3 separate regions of the Mus musculus genome follow, and all the other regions are linked to region 1. The links are chromatin contacts, called in public ChIA-PET and Hi-C maps. All regions are on one chromosome and are shown on one strand. Each heading gives the region's core, a stretch centred on a gene start, on an enhancer-like site or on the middle of the called end of the contact. The rest is flanking DNA. Distances are from core to core; before and after follow the strand shown.

Evidence for each region. Hi-C and Micro-C count contacts between places; a contact is called where the count stands out from the background. ChIA-PET counts read pairs in DNA pulled down with a chosen protein or histone mark.
Region 2: an RNA polymerase II ChIA-PET map of memory CD8 T cells shows a contact between it and region 1, with 9 read pairs. The contact joins the promoter of Entpd6 here to the enhancer-like site in region 1. A contact is called at or near these places in 5 of 39 promoter capture datasets (the C10 cell line, embryonic stem cells, hematopoietic stem and progenitor cells and 2 more), 1 of 484 Hi-C or Micro-C datasets (CD4 T cells) and 2 of 115 datasets of contacts at active chromatin or transcription factors (bone marrow-derived macrophages and memory CD8 T cells).
Region 3: a Hi-C map of B cells shows a contact between it and region 1, with 21 read pairs. The contact joins the promoter of Apmap here to the enhancer-like site in region 1. A contact is called at or near these places in 1 of 39 promoter capture datasets (liver), 1 of 484 Hi-C or Micro-C datasets (B cells) and 2 of 9 other capture datasets (adipose tissue and liver).

The regions. Positions count from the first base shown.
Region 1 is chr2:150,306,080-150,308,811 of GRCm38.p6, forward strand. It overlaps the pseudogene Gm14125 and a transcript of 3300002I08Rik not described here. Among named protein-coding and RNA genes, the nearest start is that of Gm10130, 4.0 kb to the right of the region's middle. Within about 2 kb of position 1,357, at least 27 of the 459 cell types and tissues checked have an H3K27ac peak or open chromatin away from gene starts, as enhancers often do. A contact at or near this core is called in B cells and memory CD8 T cells, where this site is marked.
Region 2 is chr2:150,747,768-150,750,499 of GRCm38.p6, forward strand. Entpd6 (ectonucleoside triphosphate diphosphohydrolase 6) reads left to right here and starts at 1,314. Exons shown (of 14, transcript NM_172117.5): 1 at 1,314-1,466.
Region 3 is chr2:150,607,176-150,609,907 of GRCm38.p6, forward strand. Apmap (adipocyte plasma membrane associated protein) reads right to left here and starts at 1,392. Exons shown (of 9, transcript NM_027977.3): 1 at 1,213-1,392. The coding sequence starts at 1,304.

The sequences.
Region 1 (2,732 bases), core at 107-2,606:
GCGCTTCTGAAGGAAAGAACCATGCTTCTAACTCTAGAACAGGAGGCCACGTGATGAGATTGCCAATGCCAAGTCCAGAGTGGTTAGAAAAGGTTGTTGATTCCATGGATGCCTTAGATAAAGTTGTCTAGGAGAGGGAAGATGCTTTAGGCTTCTTCAGATTGGTCAAGAAAAACCAAGACCTGATGCTTGGAAAAGCATCTTTGGACGAATCGTCTGGCACAAATTCAAGCACTGGCCTATACTTTGGTGCCTAAATAAAAGATACAACAGGAGGCGGTTCTTCGCAGTGCCTTATGTGGATCGATTTATCAGACTAAGCATTGAGAAACACACCCGTATTGAAGCAAGAAAGGGAAGTTTACAGAAAAAGAAAGAAAGAATTCTCCAGGAAAAAGTTCCCACATCTCTCTCAAGACTAGAAATCAAGTACCGTCGAAGATGAGGTCCAGAAGTCCGGTTCCATTTTTTCTTAAAGCCTGTGTCCTGATGTGAATATCTGTTAAGCAGTTTATAAAGAAATGTTCTTGTCAAGTGACATCAGTTGTCCTTCTAGCTCACATGACATCTTCATTAGCTCCACAAGTAGTGCTCCTTCTACCAAACACAGGCAGAGTTCAGGTTCAATTCCCACTGAATAGGTCCTGACATCTAAGCAGCTTAATGTCCCACCATGTCTTGGTCTACATGTAATGCTGGTCGCTAGAGCAATGCTAGCAGCAAAGTCAGTTTGGAAATGCTGTTCTCACCAGTAGTGTTAAGCTGTGAAGGGGAGGAGCTGAAGATGGCTCAGTGCTTAAGAGCACTTGTTGTTCTTCCAGAGAACCCTGCACAAATGTGGAAGCTCATAACCTCTGTAACTCTAGTTGTAGGGAACCAACATCCTCCTCTGGCTTATGCAGACACCAGGCACTAACTAGTGTGGTACAGATGTCCATGCAGGTGAAATACCCATATACATAGTTGTTAGCATGAAACGAACGTGGACACTAGTAGTAAAACAGTGATTGCTTTCCCACATCAAGTAATGGTAAAAGCAGTGCTGACAGCAGCAAGTCACAACAGACAAATCCAGAACCCTTCTAGGACAGCAGTGATTTTTGTTTAGTTTTGTAGGCCTAAGGTAAAGAGCACAGGCAGTAACATTTTGTTGGAGACTGACACTGAGCTATAAGCCAAAGTTCCCCTCCCTCCTTGAGAAACTTCTGACCTTTTGAAATGACAGCTGACAGAACATCAAGATCAGATAATAGTATCTGCAAACTTTCTGAGAAAAACCACAGAAGGTTCCCTGAGCTAAGAGTAGATAATAAGTTCCCAGGCAGTTATGCAGAACACCCCTGCCCCCGGGCTGAGGCACGGGCAAGGTTCTCCCTTTTTACTTCCTCCTTCTTAGTGCTTATATTCTGTAACCTTGCTCACAATAAAGAGACCTTGACAATCATTGCTTGGTCTCGCTCGTTCTTTCTCGTCCGTTTCTCTTTCAGGCATGGCCCCCCTCGAGCCCCCGAATAACTGAGTCCTATGGGTCGGGAGAATGTTTATTAGTCAGTAAAGAGTAATTCCACCAACCCCCAGGAAAGCTGGAAAGTACTTAGTGAAAGCAAAATATTTAGCGAAAATAGGCATTCATACAAAATTATAAAATGCCATTAATAAGCATAAGTGCATTGCAAGGAAAGCACAGACTCATTTAATCTATAGAGCCAGTTAAAGCCTTAGAAAGTTTAAGTGGAAATTGAAATATGAAAACATGTACAAACATTCTACAAAAGATGGTCATCTTTTCCTGAGAGTATTAAAGCTACAGATGTGAGGTGACGGCAGGCAGGGTGGAGCCCTCAAGGGCACTTTCTTCCTCTACACTGCTTCCCTCCTTCATATTCCTGTTTGGAAATCCACATTTATTGAAAGGTACCCTGTAGCCGGGCGTGGTGGCGCGCGTGCATGCCTTTAATCCCAGCACTCAGGAGGCAGAGGCAGGTGGATCTCTGAGTTCGAGGCCAGCCTGGTCTACAGAGTGAGTTCCAGGACAGCCAGGGCTATACAGAGAAACCCTGTCTCGATTAAAAAAAGAAAAAAAGAAAGAAAGAAAGAAAGAAAGAAAGAAAGAAAGAAAGAAAGAAAGAAAGAAAGAAAGGAAGGAAGGAAGGAAGGAAGGAAGGAAGGAAGGAAGGAAGGAAGGAAGGAAGGAAGGAAGGAAGGAATAAAGGGAGGTACCCTGTAAGGTGGAAAGAAACAATAATGCCTCTCTTTTTATGAGGTGGTGATTTTCACTCATAAATGTCCTTAACTGCTAAACTATTAAACTCCTTCCTCAACAAAACAAAACAAAACAAAACAATTTTTCTATCTGTATTTTTGACTTGGCCAGTAGATCCAAGCTTATTTTTACAGCAGTTTCTCTGACTTTAGTTAGAAAACCCATGAGCTATCTAGAGAGCTTTTAAAATTTTTACTAGCAGAGAGAGCTGTCTTGACCAGAAAGCTACCTGTCTCAGAGAGTGTTTAGAATAGCAAGTAACATCTGTCTAGAGCAGAGCAGAGCAGAGCAGAGCAGAGCAGAGCAGAGCAGAGCAGAGCAGAGCAGAGCAGAGCAGAGCACCATCTCATCTGGAAAGTCATCTCAGCAGAACATAGGCCACGCAGCTGTCAAGCTTGGACCCAGGGTTTGACTTCAAGTTGCTTGATTCCCTGCTGCTTTCAAATTCCCCTTCTCTTAGGAACCCAGA
Region 2 (2,732 bases), core at 64-2,563, 440 kb after region 1:
GTATGACCACTTGTAAAAACTAAGACAAAAATTCTAGAGAATTTGAGAGAAGTATTGTGAAAGTGGAGAAGATGGTAAAAGATGTGAAGGCAGAAGACAGAAGCAGGGTCCTTACAGGTCCACGAACAAACTTCAAAACACTAGAAAATTAAGTCAAAACTGTGAGGTGCAGTTTTTCTACTACAAGTTAGCAAAGAACCCAGCGTTTGGAAGGACTCCACCGTTGAAGACGTGGGGAACCCATGCTTTCACACATTATTTGTAAGAGTGTTAATTAGTACAATAACTGAAGAGAAAATTGAGTCGTATCTCTGGAGTTGTATTCAAAGAGCATATAGTTTATCATAGCCAATTCCAATACTAAGACTCTCTCCCACAGCACATCCATAGTGAGTAGCAAGATAGTCAGTCCTTGGGATGCTGTAGTGCTATGTACAACAAAACAGCCAGGGAAGTGGGGAGGGGAGAGCTTTTAAGATCCGCCAAATAAGAGACCATATAGACTTCCGTTGTAATCAGATCTTGGTGGTTTTATTAAAGTGAGACAAGGCAAGGTCCAATGAGCTGCTCACATGCTGTTTACAATAGTTTCGCGGGACTAATAGCGATTGCCAACCCTACTCTCACACAGTATCCCCGCACTCTGTGGTTAGCATCCACCCACTCACTCCCTGAGTACCCCATCTTTTCATTAGAAATCCTTGCTTTTAGGCTTTCCCAGCCGATAGACAGGGATGTCCTCCAGGAACAAGACCAGTGTCCTGCACCCCAATGTATAGATGCCATCACGTGGGCAGGAAGAAGCGGAGTCCTGGTTCGGTGGGGAAAAGACAACTTGGGAGATATTCAGACAAATGAATTAGGGACATACATCCAGAGTCTCGCTGCAGTTAGGAGCTGACAACCTTGTGGCTTCTAGGAAGACATCAGAAAATATGGCCAAGGATAAAGGACGCTTGATAGCACCGCATTCTCTATTGTGAATGCATATCCTATCACGAATTCCCTTGAAAGTAAAAGAAGCAACTCGGGTGTGGAGGGATGCAGGAGGAAAGCCTACAGAAGGACGAGGTGATGGATGAGATTGAAGTAACTCCTACTCTAGTCAAGACAAGGCTCTGTTCCTCCCACACCTCAGGACTTGTTAGAAGGATCCAAGATAAGCAGGAGCTCCAGAGCCCCCTACTGGCAGAAAGAAAAATAAACACCCAAAGAGCACATGGCTATTGCGCCTGCGTGGCTGGCAAACGCCATGGCACACGCGCATCAACGCCGTCCTGCCCACCCGGTGACGCAAAGTGCACGTAGGCGGAGACAGCTTCTCGGCGTCTGCTGGGGTTTGCTTCCACGCGTTAAGGCTCTGTTGACGCGGACCGGCGCTGGAGAGCTGGGCGCGCGGTGTGTGGTCGCTGTCTGCCTCCGGCTACGCCACTACCTCTCCTGCGGGGCCGAGGGAGCCGTGCAGGGTAAGCGGGGCCAGCGAAATGTGCTTGGCCCGGAGGACTGACTACGGTTGGTCTCCCCACGCGCGCGAGGGACGGGGTTCCCCGTGGTGCAGTTCCAATGCCTGATACCTCCCTGGGCCCGGAGACAGCTCCGGGGGGAGGCCTCGGGGTCACTTGCGCTCTCGGTCCATTCAACTGGCTGTCTTTCCGACCCTGCTGCGTAGCCCTCGCACGTCTACAACACACCGTGGGACTCGTGAGCTATGCTGTAGGCCAAGCAGCAGGGGTCTCTGCCCGAGTGTAGCCCACAGCCCTGCCGCGTCCATTCATTCTGCTGGCTTGTGCTGACCCGCCCCCAGCAGAACCAGGCCCAGGCGCCTCCCCTTCTGCACTGGATAGCCCAACTGGGAGGCTCAGGAAACCGGGGAAACCCTGTGTTCTGATTGTGTGGAAGGTGGGAACGGTGGTGACATGGAAGAACTTACCAGGGGTCAGGGTGGTTCCACCTGAGTTGGTGTGTGGCCACAGGTGCTTCAGGTTAAAGGAGAGAGAAAGGTCCAGATGTAGACACCCAGAATGTAGGACAGGGAGTCAGTGAGAACACATTTTTATTTTAAAAGCATCAGGAAGTAATTGGTTTTGAGACAACATTGCTGAGTAGGTCACAGTGGACACAGCCCTTCACCCTGAGAGTATATCCCCCCCCCCCCAAAAAAAAATCAGTCACCTGAAAATACCTGGTCCTTTTGTGTCTCTGCAGATCCTGTGTGGTGAGGGGCGTAGGGAATGCTCATAGCCAGAATAGGAAACTCTCAGACAGTGAGGAAGGAGCTTCCCTAGGGAGAGGCAGAGGAATGTGATTACAGGATCTCTCCTGGGGTGCTGCAGAGCCATGAAGGGGGCTGAATACCTAGCGTTGAGGGGAGGTTTCCCCATCCCTGTTACCAGCGTTTTAACAATGTCCTTGAAAATAATGCAGCAAGCATAAAGGTAAGTCTGAATATTGCCCGCCCCCCTTCTCCTGCCCTGGAAGAAGTGTAGACTAAGATGGTGTGTATCTGAGTCCCATCTGGAGCCTCATGGACAGAACGAACCTGAGAGTTACACAGCTCTCTCTCTGTGTACTTAGGTCTGGAAGAACCTACTGGCCCATGCAGGCATAGCACCCTGCAAAAGAATCAGGAGGAGGCAGTCTTCACCGGACTGTTCATCTATCTATATCTATATCTATATACATATAGATATAGATATAGATATAGATATATGTGTTTTTTTTTCTTTCTACAA
Region 3 (2,732 bases), core at 142-2,641, 300 kb after region 1:
GTCACAAGTATCACAGAAGCTGTTCTAAATATCAGGCCAATCTATCAAGAGTCCCCGGGTACCCAGGCTTCAAAACACTTTTCTTCTCCAAGTGCCCAGATAGGGCTCTCCACAGCTCCACCCTTTCCTAGTTCTCCTAGTTCCTGCAGTTAGGTTTGGCCACTCCTTGCTTATCCATTAAAAGACTCACCAACCATTAGCAATTAATTAGCAATACCCACAACAAGCAGGGTGAGCAATTTGTCATAATCTACCCACATTTAGCAAGGTGAGTCCTAGTTAATGAGATCTCAAGGCTACCTAGGATGGCTGGTCTCCCTAATCAAGATCCATACTAGTTAGTACCTTCCTGTTCTTTTACAAACTCCTCTTTCCAAAGCCAAAACATGTTTGTATGTTTATCTTATTACCATTAGTCAAACCGATCATCAGAAGCAAAAACTGTCTCTCATCTAGTATGCACCACATCCCTTCATCACATTGCTGGTGACCAAAGAAATATTTCTAATATTTCTATCATATAAGTTAATTCCACAACTTTGAGGCTGATCTAGATATTCAAAGTACAAAATTCTGGTCACCAAGTTGAAAAGTCAATTTTAAATGTCTTCTAGTACGGTTTAAGGAGCATGCTTCATATGTGGGCTAATAGTGCATTTTGAAAGTCAGAAAGACTGGGGCCCAAAAAAAATTTTTCTTTTTAAGGATTTACTGTCAGTAACTACTGTCCCTATTACAAAAACCTGCAAGGCCGAATTCTCAGAAACACTGCCAACAATGTCAGTCGGTTCTCTACTCCACGCTGAGGAGTACAGACTGCGCGGCGTCAATAGATGCAGGAGGAGGACCTTCGCAGAAAGGAAACCCAGCATCTTTTCTGACTTCTCTTTAAGGAAAGTGAATAACAAGGAACGCGAAAGAATCGGCTGACGGCAGTGGTCAGGTGGCTGTCCCAGGAGTATCAGAGGTTCCAACAAGGACAAGTCGGGAAGATGCGTGCAACTAAAGAAAGGCAAAAGGCGTTGGCTCCAGCGGCTGGGTGGCAAGAAGGGACAGAAAAGGTCCACAGCAGCGTGAGGGAGGACAACCAGGTCCACGCAAGGCCTCGCCCCGCAGATTGTCCTGTCAGCCCGAACCCGGCTCCTGGGTCCAAGCCGGGATAATGAGGAGGGTTCTCTCCCGTGGGATGATCCCAGCCCAGGTCCTGCCTACCTGCCCTCCTTGACCTCCGGGACCTGGCCATCGTCCGTGACGACCTGCGGCCGCAGGGGCCGACGCTGCCGCAGCCCGTCCGCTTCGCTCATTCTGCCGCCTCTCCACTGACACCTCCAACAGCGCCTTGACACTCAGCAACGCGGGTTTCAGAACTACTCCCTGGCGCGAGGAAATGACGTAAACTTAGCGCCGGAGCTGCAATGCAGGCCCCGCCCCCTTTTGGAGATTGGCACAGCAGTAAGGCTCCACCCCCTGGCCCCAGCCTACAGCTGCAGGCAAATGGTGAGGGGGTCCCTCCCTCAGTGAGCCGAGTCTGGATAGTGAGGCTGTAGCGGGTCTTCCTCAAGTCCGAGTGCTGGGCGGTGAAGTCTGCAGTAACAAGCTTGCAAAGAGAAGATGCCACTGATTCTTAACGAAATGTGTTCAATGCAGTAATCCCCGCCTGAACTGTTATCTTTTCTGAAAAGATTCCGCTAAAGTTCAAAATGTGTCCTTTTGGTTAAGATCAGATTTTGACTGCTAGATCGTCAAGTGGTTATACAATAGACATTTGATAAATTTTCTAAAGGGAGTTACCTAAAGACAGGCCCAAGTAGAAAAGACTGCTAATAGCAAAACTTTAGGAATCATGAAGCAACCACCAGGTAGTGCTTCCACGGTATTACAGCGAGTCGGACATACTCCAGGAGGTGAAGTGAGCAGACTGCAGGCAAATCCCTCCTTTCTGGAACTAATGAGAGCCATGACTTCAATACATGTAAATTTTAATACAGTGGTGATTTTAAAGAGAGAAACTTGGTCTAGTGGAAGCATTTAGCCGGTGAAGGAATGTGGGGGTAGGATTGGAAGAGAAAGGGCGGACAGGAGAATTTCAGGCAGCAATAACCAAGTAGGGCATTGGGAAGGATCTCTAGGATATAGGTGCTGGATTTTGTACCTCACTTGGGATTTTACAGAAGCAAACATGCCATTATCTTTTCGGCACTAGATGGCGATAGAATGCCACCTCAATGTTCTTTTTCCTCTCGCTTGAGGGAAGTGGAGATTTCTTAACACAGTTCTGTAGGGATCTCAGGTTATATATAATCCAAGGCTTGGCAACATGGTACTTGATTCCATCATTGAAGACAGACATTATAAAGATAATATCGTGGGTAATTGTAACAACTGCTGTGTGGGTCTGGCGCCTACCTGGAGACCTGAATGGCTTCCCCTTCTGATTGCATGTCTCTGACTTTGTCATGTTACTCCTTGTTTCCTTGTGATACGTTTTTTTTTCTACCTCCACCTAAACCACTTTTATCATCCAGAATCCATCTCAAGAGTCATTGCTGAAAATCTCTCATTAACTCTCCAGAGTATCCCCGTCTGTGGGAGGCTCTGTGAACATTCCTGAGCTGTCACAAGTAGCCAGTTACATCCAGTGCCTGTTACATGGATTATGCGTATCCTATGCCCAGTGTGAAACACATGGGCCAAAACAACCCGGAACACACACACGAAGAATAAAAAAGAGT